3 separate regions of the Mus musculus genome follow, and all the other regions are linked to region 1. A link is a contact called in public capture Hi-C data. All regions are on one chromosome and are shown on one strand. The core of a region is the stretch at or near the end of the contact, and the rest is flanking DNA. Distances in the headings are between cores, read along the strand shown. Region 1 overlaps Shcbp1l (Shc SH2-domain binding protein 1-like). Region 2 overlaps Smg7 (Smg-7 homolog, nonsense mediated mRNA decay factor (C. elegans)). Region 3 has its middle 8.1 kb from the start of Ncf2.

Region 1 (4,470 bases), core at 1,832-4,331:
ATGGTGTTGGAGGTGGTGGCTATGGAGGAGGTGGTGGTGGTGGCTATGGAGGAGGCAGTGGAGGATATGGAGGTGGGGGAGGGGGTTATGGTGGTGGGGAAGGTTATAGTATAAGCCCCAACTCTTACCGTGGGAATTATGGTGGTGGCGGGGGAGGGTATAGAGGAGGTTCCCAAGGAGGCTACAGAAACAACTTTGGTGGAGACTACAGAGGGTCCAGTGGAGACTACCGGGGATCCGGTGGGGGCTATAGAGGATCTGGAGGATTCCAGCGAAGGGGTTATGGAGGTGGTTATTTTGGACAAGGAAGAGGAGGAGGGGGTGGTGGTGGCTATTAAGACTGGACTCTGTCGGAGCCTGTGCATACAGTTGAAAAATGCATGCTGTATGTTTTTCCAAGATGTTTATTTGCACCAAAAAAGTAAACCCATTTCCCACTTAATCTGTAGTTCATGTGTAGTTTCAAGCAACAAATGTAGACTAGTGATTTTGTTTTATATTGTGTAATGTAAAATATGACCTGTTATACAAGTATCATACATACAGTTTGTATTTTTTTTTCTTGAAGGGGTAAAGGTTTGCCTTTTAACTTAACTTGACATTTTCTTGGTTTTCATTTAATAGAAAATAAAGTATTATACTGAAAATTGATTGTGTCATTGATGTTCTTTTTTACAGAATAAGAGTTGAGCCTATATTCCCCCCTTTTAATGTTAGGGTCTCAGTATATCCAGGAACTAGCTGGTTTGCCTCAACCTCAGAGATTTATTTAAGGTGTGTTAGTAACTCTGGTGAAAAACATCTGATTTTAGTTAAAATATTTGTCTTTGAAAACAAAAGACTAAGGCCAGCATTTTCTATTCCAAATTAGTTTCCAGGGGTTGTGGGTGCATCAGGAAAAGTAAGGCCAAATAAAAGCTATAGAGGCCTTGAACACATTTAGGCAATGGTAGGTGAGACCTATAATGTATGACTCAGTATTTAGGTGTAGAGAAGTTGGCCAGTTCTTCCCATTAACATGTATCCCAAAGTATGTAAAGTTACAGGTGCTTTTGATAATTTTTGAAATTTCCAGTAAGTTGCTAGAGTTCTTTGGGGAACAAGAAATCCTGGAAAACCCAGGCCCTGTGGCATGTTAGGCAAGCACTATTAGTATGTAGTCCTGTGTCTGCATTGTTGGAGGGAGATCAGATCAATGGGGGCCAAACATCATGACTTCCTCTGTTAACAGTCTGTTAAAATTTGTCATTTCCATGTGTGTGAACACAGAGTTTAGTTACTTCATTGCATGTTACATCTAGTCTGATCTCTGTTCTCTTAAAAAAAAATTATTCCCTATATCTTAGTAGGCCTTAGCTTGCTTATAAAATAATTGATCCTATACCCAAAGCATTACCCTTTTGCTTAGAGGATAATTTCTCTGTAACCACTCTTACAAGCTGTACTAGCCATGAATATTGATGGGTTTTGGTGCTTTTGATCTTTACATGGTATGAAAAGTAAGAATTAGAAAATCCCACATGCTCCATTTGGGGTGGAATAAATAACTTTGAGAAATGTGAAGTTGAGTTGTATGCACTGTTCACCCCCCTATATGGTGGGAGCCTAAGATTTGTAGTCTGGAGTTACAGAGAACCATTGAGTATAGTCATGTTTTTCAGTATTGAAACTCAAGAGCCCTCCATAGGTCCAGAACTTGTTCTTCCAGCTCTAGTTTCCCAGATTTGGATGTTAGTCGATGTCATTGCCACAGTCTCAAAGCAGTGATCTCTTCACATGAGATGGAGGTCTAAGCACCAGTTAGATTAAGTAGCTTGCATAGTAGATTATCTCACTGCACTTAAACATGCTTTTCTTTCATTTTTTTAAAAGATTTATGTATGTGAGTACACTGTAGCTGTACAGATGGTTGTGAGCCTTCGTGTGGTTGTTGGGAATTGAATTTTTAGGACCTCCGCTTGCTCCAGTCAACTCCGCTCGCTCCAGCCCTAAGGTTTATTTATTATACATAAGTACACTGTAGCTGTCTTCTGCCACACCAGAAGAGGGGGTCAGATCTCATGGATGGTTGTGAGCCACCATGATGTTGCTGTGATTTGAATTTGGGACTTTAGGAAGAGCAGTCAGTGCTCTTACTTGCTGAGCCATCACTCTGCAGACCAGACTGGCCTCAAATTCATAAATCTGCCTGCCTCCGCCTCCCAAATTCTGGGATTAAATGTGTGCCACCACGCCTGGCTCCAACATGCTGTTCTTAATATGAGCATTAATTATATAGTGTAGCCTTACTACCCTATAGTAAGAAATTGAAAGGAGGTTATCAGATTAAAAGTTTACCACAGAAAACAAACACCAGTTTCTGGAAGCCATGTTCAGATTAGAATCTGGAGTTTGGTACCATGGGGACAGATCAAGAGAATATGAATGGGGTCATCTTCAGATCTGTCCAGACAGCAGACATCCAAGCACAATTGTCACAGAGCACATTGGATTGGTGCTAATAAAATTGTTTTTGACTTCTAAAACAGTTACTGAATTTGAAGGTTTTAGGTATAAATCACTTTTTGGAAGTGCAAGGATGGATCTGTATGCCTTTTAATTGTGGCTGGGACAAATGCATTTGTCAGACTTTGTGATCCTTCAGGTTTTAGCTGTGTGAAAGACTGGGAACCTTGGTAACAATCTTAGTGGCTAAGTCCTTTGTCCAGAACATCAAAAGTTTGTGGAGTTGCTAAAGAGTGGGTGGGGGTTTCAAAAGCCATTTAAAAGGCAGTGTGATCTGGGCAGTGGTGACTCATGCCTTTAGTCCCAGCACTTGAGGCCAGCCTGGTCTACAGAGTGAGTTCCAGGATAGCCAGGACTGCACAGAGAAACACTGTCTTAAAAACAAACACCCTTCTGAGTGAATTCGAATCTTGAGTATATACAAAGGCTTACGGGAGCGGGGTGCCTTAGGGTTTCTGTTGCTATGCTGGTCAAGCATCTTGGGGTGGAAAGGGTTATGAAGGAAGTCTTAGCAGGGACTGAAGCAAACTGCCTTGCTCAGTCCTTCCCTACATCCAGGAGCACCTGTCTGGGAGTAGCTGGGTGTGGTGGAGCACACCATTAATCACAGCACTCAAGGCAGAGAGGCAGGTGGATGGATCTCTTGAGTTCAAGCCAATCTGGTCTACAGTGTGAGGGGGTTCTAGGATAGCCAGGGCTGTTACAACTCAATTGAGGCCCTCTTTTTTTTTTTTTTGGATGCTTATCAAGTTCAGAGGGAGTAATGTGACAAATGGTAGAATGTGTGCTTAGTACTTGTAAGGCTCATGGTTCTGTCCCTGGTTGGTATGCACACAAAGAAGCTGTGTATTGGTCCTTATCAAGGAAACATCCCATTGAATTTAGATTCCCTTGGCTGAGAAAATACAGGTTGTAGGAAAAATAGTTGTCAAAGACATTAATGTTCCTAGTTCTCAGGAACTGTCGAAGCATACTTTATTATGACAAGGTTCAGTTTGCTTATGTGGTTTAGGTTAAGGTCTCTGGGATGGGGAGGTATTCTGGATTATCCAGGTGAACCTAATTACCAAAAATGGCTCAAGCTGGCCACTAACTCCATCTCCCTGGGACTGGGATCATAGGCATTCTTCATTCGGGTGGGGATTCTGTGGCGCTGGTGCTGGAACCCAGGGCTTTGCTTTCACATGCCAGGCCAGTACTTCACCTTCTGAGCTACATCCCCAGCCCCTTAGCTATGCTTTCTAGAGTAAATTCTGTGGCATATGACTCACCTTTATAAAGCTAGAATCTTAGCCAACACATTAAAACCACTAATTGAAAGACAGCAAGCATTTAAACATTTTAATCTTTGAATTTAAAACAACCATTTCTGAGATACAAGAATCATTTATCACATTCCTGAACTATAAAACACGAACGAACACCTATCCAGACACTTTACCCGGTGACTATCCTAATATCCCCCTTTAAGTTGGCTTCTATCCTGTTGTTGTTCATTTCCACATTCAGAGTTTGCATGACTTTGGAGAGCATTTTGTCATCTTTCTTATCTCCTGAAGCAGCCCCTTTGTTGAGAGCTGCTTCTGCTACAATAAAGAACTGTTCCGATGGCTGAAGAATGCTCACTCCATAGCCATTGTTGTTGTAGATATGATTGTTCGTCATCTTCAGTTTGGGTGCTGGAAGAACCTGTTAAATTGTTTGAGAAAATAAGCTGTCCAGTGATTTGGTATAAAAACAACAAACTTAAGATGGCACTGAGACTGACTCTGGAGTCAACAGGGTTCTTTAAAGCTACAACAGTTAGCTTCACATTCATCAACCTTAGTACACATGTGAATGAAAAAGTATAGGGTTTTTTCATGTTTTATCCTAAACTGATATAAATCATTGTAGCTAGGGGATGCAGCCTGTTAACGTCTGTAACATGATCAAACATGAAAATTATTTCAGGCCGGGCAGTGG
Region 2 (4,360 bases), core at 589-3,088, 610 kb after region 1:
TGAAGAAAACAAAAAACACAAAACCCCACCACATTCACTAGACCTGTGTTTGAGGACTAAGCCCAAGCATCTTCTGCATGTCCTCTGCAGTGGCCTCCCAGTGAGACCCATGCTGCTAACACAAGGCTCCTTTTCTCCTCAGTCCTTCTCAACCTACTGGTAGATACTAAAGTAAATCTGGCATACAGGGATGCAGTGCATTCCTGTAATCCCAGCACTCAGAAGACAGGCAGGAGGATTGCTACACATTTGCGGCCCCCTGGGACTACATAGCAGTTTCTAAACTAGCCAAGACTACGTAGCAGAACCTTGCCTTGGCAATACAACACAACAGTTTGCAGACATAGGATTATCATGCTCTTTTTCTGAAACTATTTTCTTGCCTTTGGCTCAACCTTTAGGACTGCCCATGGCATCTCCTTATTAACTTGATATTTAGAACTTTGGGCCTGTTTGTTGCTGCTGGAAGTATTTTTGTATTTGTTTAAAGAGCCTTAAGATGTGCTACCTAGGGGCTGGCGAGATGGCTCAGTAGTTAAGAGCGCCGACTGCTCTTCTGAAGGTCCCGAGTTCAAATCCCAGCAACTACATGGTGGCTCACAACCATCCATAACAAAATCTGATGCCCTCTTCTGGAGTGTCTGAAGACAGCTACAGTGTACTTACATATAATAAATAAATAAATCTTTAAAAAAAAAAGTGCTACCTAGTTAAAAGTAAACCGGGAGCCATGGTATGTCACCTGTGAGATAAGTTTTCATTAAATCACAATTCAGCATGAAGAGCCCTAGCTGAAGGTTGTAGGCATGCCTGTGGGTATGAGCTACCTCACTTGTAAACAAATGATTTCTATGTTCCTTTTCCTTATTTTTCTGTGATAAGAGAGCAAAATAATTGTATTAGTAAATGAAAGCCCTTGTTTCTTTTTAATTTTCTTATATTAATATAGATGGACATCGTAAAATTTTAATATTTTTCTTAAAGTAGGTGCTTCTTTCTAATACATGGGCACCAGGTTTTTATGGTTAGTTTTGGTTCTGTTGATTATAGGTAAAATCCCAGACAGAACTAAGAAAGACTCCAGTGTCTGAAGCCAGGAAAACGCCTGTCACTCAAACTCCAAGTCAAACGAGTAATTCTCAGTTCATCCCCATCCATCACCCTGGAGCCTTCCCTCCTCTTCCCAGCCGACCAGGTAAATACACATTCTTCTGTCTGAGGCCTTGGTGCAGGGCTTTCTGTTCACTCACTGGGTACTTTGTAACCTTGGGGCAGTGTTCCTAAGCTGAACTATAAAGCCTCCCTAATGGTTAAGGGGCTCTGGTTGCGTCATTTCTCTGTAGTTAACACACTAGTGCTACTCAGTTACTATGAAGATTCCTCCATGCTGTCATTAAAACATGAAAGTATCTTTGGGGGGCGGGGGGGGGGGGTGGCGATGTTGAGACAGGGTTTCTCTGTATAGTCCTGGCTGTCCTGGAACTCAATCTGCAGACCAGGCTGGCCTCGAACTCAGAAATCTGCCTGCCTCTGCCTCCCAAGTTCTGGGATTAAAGGTGTGCGCCACCACGCCCAGCTGTATTTCTTAATGTCATGTTAAAGACCTGCATGGTTCATTGTTACTTTTTATAATATGTAAAAACACCCTCTTCTCAAATTGTACACCTTTCTTTTGTCAAGTTTCTTTAGAACTAAAGCTGTGTTCTTCTGTTTTAAAGGATTCCCGCCCCCAACATATGTTATCCCCCCTCCTGTGGCATTTTCTATGGGCTCAGGTTACACCTTCCCAGCTGGTGTTTCTGTCCCAGGAACCTTTCTTCAGTCTACAGCTCACTCTCCAGCAGGAAACCAGGTGCAAGCTGGGAAACAGTCCCACATTCCTTACAGCCAGCAACGGCCCTCTGGACCAGGGCCAATGAACCAGGGACCTCAACAGTCACAGCCACCTTCCCAGCCACCCCTTACATCTTTACCAGCTCAGCCAACAGCACAGTCTACAAGCCAATTGCAGGTTCAAGCTCTAGCTCAGCAACAGCAATCCCCTACAAAAGTCATACCAGCTTTGGGGAAAAGCCCGCCTCACCACTCTGGATTCCAGCAGGTAGGCAACAGTTACGTGTACTGTCAGCTTAGAATGGCAAGAAATGCTGAGGTAATTCCATGTTTGACCATTCAATAAATACTATTTACGTTTGTGTTGCTAGGAAGGTTAAATGTTTGACCTCTTGCTTTATTTGTGAAGGGTAATAATGTTAGAACCTTTGTTTATGCTTAATTGCTAGCTCTATTAAAAGGTTTTCTGCAAATCTTAATATGTGTACATCTATAGGTATGTAGGTAAGTGTATGTGCACGTGTGTTTTGTGCTTTAATGTTGAAGCTGAAGGACAACTATAGTGTCATCCTTAAAAATGCCTCCACCTCCTTTCAGACAGAGTCTCATTGGCTGTAGCTCACCAGTTAGACTAGACTGCTGACCCTGGAGCCTCCTGTCTCCACTAGGTTTATAAGCATGTGTCATCATGACTAGCACTTTTGCATGGGTTCTGGGGACAGAACTCAGTTGCTTTATCATTCTTTTCACCCCTGCACCATAAGAATTCTTACCTGAACATAGACATTAGAATAGAAGTAGATTTGTACTCTTAAGGTTTAAGGTGAATGTGATACCAGTCTTAAATGTCATACTCTTGTTGTACTTGGAACAGAAGAGGGAACACATCCTATCTTATGTACACATTCATTAAACTTCTTAAATAATTGAATTGAAAAAAGATGGGAGTTCAAAGTCCTTGTCTTCTCAAAATTCTCTGAATACGTATGGAAGCTACATTTTTGCCTAGAGTATTAACTGTCAATGAGATTGCAGTTTATCTTCATCTGGTTGACAGGCGCCTCTTTTTTTAGTATCAACAGGCAGATGCCTCCAAACAGCTGTGGAATCCCCCTCAGGTTCAAAGCCCACTAGGGAAAATTATGCCTGTGAAACAGTCCTACTACCTTCAGACCCAAGACCCTATAAAACTGTTTGAGCCGTCATTGCAACCTCCTGTAATACAGCAGCAGCCTCTAGAGAAAAAAATGAAGCCTTTCCCCATGGAGCCATATAACCATAATCCCTCAGAAGTCAAGGTCCCAGAGTTCTACTGGGATTCTTCCTACAGCATGGCCGATAACAGAGCAGTAATGGCTCAGCAACCAAATATGGACCGCAGGAGCAAACGGTCACCTGGAGTCTTCCGTCCAGAACAGGATCCTGTGCCCAGGATGCCATTTGAGGTATGTGTCCTTTCCCATCACTAGGTTCTGTGGAAATCATCATCAGTCTATGGTTGCATACCTTAAGGATATCTCAGATACACACAGCCTTTTAAGTTGATACATAAAACAGGGATACATGTTTATGAGACGTAAACATTATAAAGACGTGACCTCTTCAAACCCATGTGTTTGGAGAAGAGTTCATAACTGAACTGTATTACTGAGCTGTACTGGCCTGGCAGAAAAATTACCTAATGGCATTGTGATAGAGAATTCTGAGAAGAGCTCCTTAGTTGGGTGTCATCTAAATTTAAAAATAGGTCTCGTGGGTATTTAAATTACGTGAAACAAAGTCAGTTATCTTCTTGCTTGTTGCTCAAGAGAAACAGGTGCATAAGGTTGGAAGCACTGTTGTCTGTGTTAATTACTCACTAGCTGCATTCACGCCTGTGTCCTGCTCTGTTGGTAGTCTTACTCTTCTGTGTCTCTGTCTTCCTTCACTTTTGGCCATGCCACCTTTCATTTGTATTTCAGCCTTTTCCTCTGTGTGCTACATCAGTTATGTCTCTACCCTTCCTTGCCTTTAGTCATGTTATCTGACTAACCAATCACGCTGCTATTCTTATGTGCTTTTGTCCCTAATTGCATCTCACAGTGATCCTTTCTGTCACTAGGACCCCAAGAGCTCCCCTCTGCTTCCTCCGGACCTGTTAAAGAGTCTGGCTGCCTTGGAGGAAGAGGAAGAGCTGATCTTTTCTAACCCTCCTGATCTTTACCCAGCTCTGCTGGGTCCTCTCGCCTCTCTTCCTGGACGAAGCCTCTTTGTATGTATTTGACATAATTCTGCTTCTTGCTCTAACCACACAGCTTCTTTTCTGAGGTTTTTATAATACTTGTATAGGTGAGCTCTTCTTTCTGGGGCTTTCCTCTGTATAGAAATATAAAGTATGTTTCTGTATTGCTTAAAATTAATCTGATAATGTAGTAGAGCACAGCCAATTAGTACTGGCTCTAGTACCCTCAAATTAGAGAGTCATAGCCTGGGTACACATCAGTCAGAATGTCTCAGACTGGTCTGCCCGCACTCTAGGTGATGCTGG
Region 3 (4,466 bases), core at 1,597-4,096, 660 kb after region 1:
AGAGTCAAGTTCAAAGGCTTGACTAGGGACTTGGGCTTTTCTCCCAATGCTGTGGGGCCTGCAGTTTGTTGCAGCCCTGCTTTTCTGGGACCGTCAGTGAACTCGGGAAGAGCAGTCAGTGCTCTTAACCACTGAGCCATCTCTCCAGCCTGACTGTGGCTCTTGTAATTCAGATAACCACAGTAAACTGGGGAGGAGAGAGAAGTCAGAATCTATGCTTACCTTTTCCTCTAACCCATTTGCTCTGTGAACACAGTCATGGAGGCTAGGGATTGAATGAGGCCGGTGCCTATTGTGACAGGGTGAGGCAATGTAAGGCCTTTAAAAACTCCATTGTTCTGAACACTCAGGACCCTACCTAGGTCGTGGAACATTTGGGTGTGGTCCCAGCCAGCTGGAACAAAGACTTTCAATTGGCTATAAAATGTGTTTGGGTGGTTATCCTGGTAGGCTCCCTGTAACATATAATAGTATGTGGCCTGTGCAGTCAGTCACACAGAGCTGCATGCTTAGCGGGTCCCAGCCTTCCTTTGCCTTTGTCATCTTGCCATTATTAGTGATCTGAACACAGGCTGCAGTTTGAATCTGCAGGAGGCCATTCCTTCCACGTGACCTCACCCTCACAGGCCATCTCCCACAATGGAATTCAGTCCTACGGTCCGCCCACACTAACAGCCTAGAATTTGGTCCCTTCTTGATCCCAAGGCTGACACCATCTATCCTATCAGAGCTTCCCCCCCCCCCCCCCCAGGGCAATCCAGACACCCTGGACAGAAAGCAGCACTCCTCCATGGCCTCTGCACCAGCTCCTGCCTCAGGTTCCTCCCTGTCTGAGTCTCTGCCCTGACTTCCCTTAGCAATGGAATGTGGCTTGAGGTTGTAGGGAGACTTTTGGAACCTAATTTCCCAGTCCCCTAGGCTTCCCAGGGAGCCTTAATTGGCTAGATGCTGGGTCTGGAGGCCCTGAGCTCTGTAGAAGCTTTCGATACATATGACCCTTTCACCTTGAGTTTTACCCAAGAAAGCACTGCACTGGGAGCCAGAGATGCTGGATTCAACTCCTACATTTGTCATGCGCCACATAAGGAAACTCTTCCTTGGCTCCTCCTATTCATGGGTCTTAATCTCACTGTCTGCTAAACAGTTATAAGAATTTCTAACCTGCAGCTTCCTTGCCAGATGGTAATAATGCCCTTATGATGGAAAAGTCGAACAAGCGAACAAGTGATCTTTTGTCCCCGGAGCCCTGATGCTCTGTCCTGACATTCCCTTCCTCCTACCCCATGCTGGTTTGAGCTAAGAGCTCACAGTGTGCTGGTCACCACCCCCTCAGCTGGCCCCAGGAACTCTCAATTGCACCTCTGTCCAAGCTGCCAGTCCCGTTCTCTGAGGCACACTGGATCACAACAGTTGGCTGTGTAACCGTTTCCTCTTGGGGGTTCTTAGAAAACAACACTTAGCAGAACAGTTATGCGGCAGTCCGATGAAAGCCGTGGATGGCGATACTCTGTTTAGGATCCTTACACGATGCCCTTTTTAAAAACACAAATCTCTGGAGTTGGTACTTTGGGATCAATTTTTCCTGCATCCCCCCTTGCTTTGGATTGTATGCTTGGAGGGAAAGCGTCTCCTTCTTCCAGCATGGCTGTCTTGATCTCCATTTACACCCCATACACACTCACTGGGACATAAAATCCTGGGAGGAAGATGAAGGGAATGAAATACATATATTTTTTAAAGATTTATCTATTTATTTTATGTATGTGAGTACACTGTAGCTGTACAGATGGTTGTGACCCTTCATTTGGCTGTTGGGAATTGAATTTTAGGACCTCTGCTCGCTCCGATCAATTCCGCTCGCTCAGACCCTGTCTGCTCCAGCCAAAGATTTATTTATTATTATAAATAGGTACACTGTAGCTGTCTTCAGACACACCAGAAGAGGGCGTCAGATCCCATTACAGATGGTTGCGAGCCACCATGTGGTTGCTGGGATTTGAGCAGTCAGTGTTCTTAACCGCTGAGCCATCTCGCCAGCCTGAAATACATATTTAAGTTTTTAATATTTATTTGGCGTGGAGGCAAAGGAGGCACACGGAGAAGTCAGGGGATGGTTTATGGGAGCAAGGGGGTTCTGGGAATTAAACTCAGGTCATCAGATTTGGTAGCTCCTCTATCTGCTGAGCTATCCTACCAGCCTGGAATGAAGTGTTTCAAGTCTTGTCACTAGCAGGGCAAGGATTCATATTAAAAAGCCACTGTAGGAAGATGGAGAATTAGCTCAGCTATTAAGAACATTTGCATTTGCAGAGGACCTGGGTTCAGTTCCCAGCGCCCACACAGTGATTCACAAACATCCATATCTTCAGGTCCCGGAGATCCAACACTCTCTGACCTCATCAGGCTATACACGTGGTGCACATATACACATGCAGCTAAATTACTCAAACACATAAAATGTTGTAAATACACATCAACAGCTTCTTGAAAAGGAAGCTGTTGTAGTGTCTCGGGTAGGGATAACGATGCTGGAATAGTGCGAGAAGAGAAGCTGAGTGTGGCTACCCGGCAACAGGGGGAGGAGGATGTGGACCCCCAACTGCCCTAGCAAGTGCAGCGCTAGTCCATGTAAACTTGCACTTTTACATTGCTACTAAAGTCATGCTTCTGGCTCTCCCAGAGCACAGAGCTGAGGCTAGCTGCCATGGCCATTGTTGTGGTTGTTGCTGTTGGTATTTCGTCTCTGAGAAAATGTCCCTGGGGCCTGAGAAGAATGAGGGCAACACAGGACCATAACTCTTCAGAGAGGGAGGAGAGGAGATCAAAGGCTTGGGTGAGGTCACTGGCGGAGCTGGGCAGTGAATGGGGGATGAGAGGGAGGCAGTGAGAGGTTGGAATGTGCTGAGGTGGTAGTGGGAGCTAAGGAGACAAAAGAGGGACTGCTTTCCCCAGTAATCTTTGAGATGCAAGGGAGTGTTCCCCACATTTTGGAGAGTTTGACGCTCCAACAGGTGGGGCTGGCACATCACCCCTGATCCCGTTTCTCCCTTACTGTGGGCCTCAGGCAGGTTCAAGAGTCTGAAATGTTCCTCTCCATGTTATCTGCTCCTTCCTCCTACAGAGAACGGAAGCAGCTACTTGAGGCGAGCCACAGCTCAGATCATGGAAATCAGTATGCAAGCCCAGGAGAACTGCAGGGTGAGTGTCATGATAAGAGACTCCCGGGAATTCTTTCCAGGGGTGGTGTGGTATGCACTTCAGACCCAGGGTCCAATGTTTAGATGTGGAACATGCCTCAGAGGCAGTGAAGACAGATGTGAAGAGAGCAGTGACCAATTTAGCCGTCTAAGGGCTCCCCAGTAGGTGTGCAGATGAGGGAGGGGCCAGCTAGGGATGTAATAGGGCAGAGGTTTAGAATTCCTTCGGGGCAGCAGGAAGCTGGTGCGAACTCTCCCAATACCAGTTCCTCTCCGAAGGCTTAATGTACTTTGTGGGCATCAGTTCATTGTTTCTAACAACAACAACAACAACAACAACAACAACAACAACAACAACAACGCTGATAACCAAAGAGCTTTCCCCAACGAGCCTTGGAGTCTGTAACTTGTTCAAGGTTTGTGACCTTAAATATGGCTGGGACCTGTCAGCTTGCAAAGCTGGCGCTCTGTGAAAGCGAGCGAGACGGAGAAGACCACTCCCAAAGCACTGCACCCAGTCACGCTATGCTGTTTTCCTTAATAGGTCAGTTTGTCAAAGGCAATTCAGCTGTAAACCCGTTTTATTTCCCCTAATAAAAAACAAACACTGCCACCTGGAGGGATGGCTTAGCGATTAACACCACTTGATGGTCTTGCAGAGGACCTGCCTGGTTTCCAGCACCATTATAGTAGCGCAGACTATGTCTGTAGCTCCAGTTCCAGGGGATCTAATGCCCTCTTCTGGTTTCCTTGGACACTGCATGTACGGAATATGTATAGCTACACAATGACGGGCAAAACGAAACGTTCATGCACATACAATTGGAGGAAAAAAAAAACAGAACAAAACAATAAGCACTGAGCTAGCAAGATCACTTAGTGTTTAAAGTGTTTTCCACACAAGGAAGAGGACATGAGTTCAAGTCCTCAGAAGCCATGTAAAGCCGGGAGTGATGGCGCACGCCTTTAATCCCAGCACTCCGGAGGCAGAGGCAGGTGGATTTCTGAGTTCGAGGCCAGCCTGGTCTACAAAGTGAGTTCCAGGACATCCAGGGATACACAGAGAAACCCTGTCTCGAAAAACAAAACAAAACAAAAAAACAAAAAAGAAAAAGAAAAAAGAAAGAAAGAAGCCATGTAAACAGCTGGATGTGGTGGCAGGACTTGTCTGTAATCCCAGGAGAATCCCTGGAAGTTTGCAGGCCAGCTAGCCTGGCAGGCAAAGCCACAAGCAAGAGACTCTGCCTCAAACAAGGTGGAAAGTTAGGA

What was found. Capture Hi-C pulls out chosen DNA fragments and counts their contacts.
Region 2: a capture Hi-C map of embryonic stem cells shows a contact between it and region 1, with 12 times the contacts expected there. The contact joins two enhancer-like sites. A contact is called at or near these places in 11 of 39 promoter capture datasets (the C10 cell line, the HPC-7 cell line, cranial neural crest and 6 more), 87 of 484 Hi-C or Micro-C datasets (the AML12 cell line, the C10 cell line, CD4 T cells and 46 more), 9 of 115 datasets of contacts at active chromatin or transcription factors (astrocytes, effector CD8 T cells, embryonic stem cells and 4 more) and 1 of 9 other capture datasets (embryonic stem cells).
Region 3: a capture Hi-C map of embryonic stem cells shows a contact between it and region 1, with 15 times the contacts expected there. The contact joins two enhancer-like sites. A contact is called at or near these places in 13 of 39 promoter capture datasets (the C10 cell line, the HPC-7 cell line, cranial neural crest and 7 more), 3 of 15 datasets of contacts at CTCF or cohesin (embryonic stem cells, large pre-B cells and stem cell-derived epiblast-like cells), 10 of 484 Hi-C or Micro-C datasets (B cells, cerebral cortex, embryonic stem cells and 2 more), 6 of 115 datasets of contacts at active chromatin or transcription factors (astrocytes, embryonic stem cells, extraembryonic endoderm stem cells and 2 more) and 3 of 9 other capture datasets (adipose tissue, embryonic stem cells and embryonic tail).

Annotation. Positions count from the first base shown.
Region 1 is chr1:153,451,937-153,456,406 of GRCm38.p6, reverse strand. It overlaps Shcbp1l (Shc SH2-domain binding protein 1-like), which reads right to left. Exons shown (of 10, transcript NM_001033162.2): 10 at 3,833-4,194. The coding sequence ends at 3,943. It overlaps Dhx9 (DEAH (Asp-Glu-Ala-His) box polypeptide 9), which reads left to right. Exons shown (of 28, transcript NM_007842.2): 28 at 1-649. The coding sequence ends at 338. Among named protein-coding and RNA genes, the nearest start is that of n-TIaat13, 4.5 kb to the left of the region's middle. Within about 2 kb of position 3,081, at least 17 of the 459 cell types and tissues checked have an H3K27ac peak or open chromatin away from gene starts, as enhancers often do. A contact at or near this core is called in embryonic stem cells and stem cell-derived epiblast-like cells, where this site is marked.
Region 2 is chr1:152,842,954-152,847,313 of GRCm38.p6, reverse strand. Smg7 (Smg-7 homolog, nonsense mediated mRNA decay factor (C. elegans)) reads left to right here. Exons shown (of 23, transcript NM_001160256.1): 15 at 1,051-1,195; 16 at 1,719-2,101; 17 at 2,907-3,278; 18 at 3,935-4,084. Among named protein-coding and RNA genes, the nearest start is that of Ncf2, 45 kb to the right of the region's middle. Within about 2 kb of position 1,838, at least 6 of the 459 cell types and tissues checked have an H3K27ac peak or open chromatin away from gene starts, as enhancers often do. A contact at or near this core is called in embryonic stem cells, where this site is marked.
Region 3 is chr1:152,789,816-152,794,281 of GRCm38.p6, reverse strand. No RefSeq gene overlaps it. Among named protein-coding and RNA genes, the nearest start is that of Ncf2, 8.1 kb to the left of the region's middle. Within about 2 kb of position 2,846, at least 91 of the 459 cell types and tissues checked have an H3K27ac peak or open chromatin away from gene starts, as enhancers often do. A contact at or near this core is called in embryonic stem cells and stem cell-derived epiblast-like cells, where this site is marked.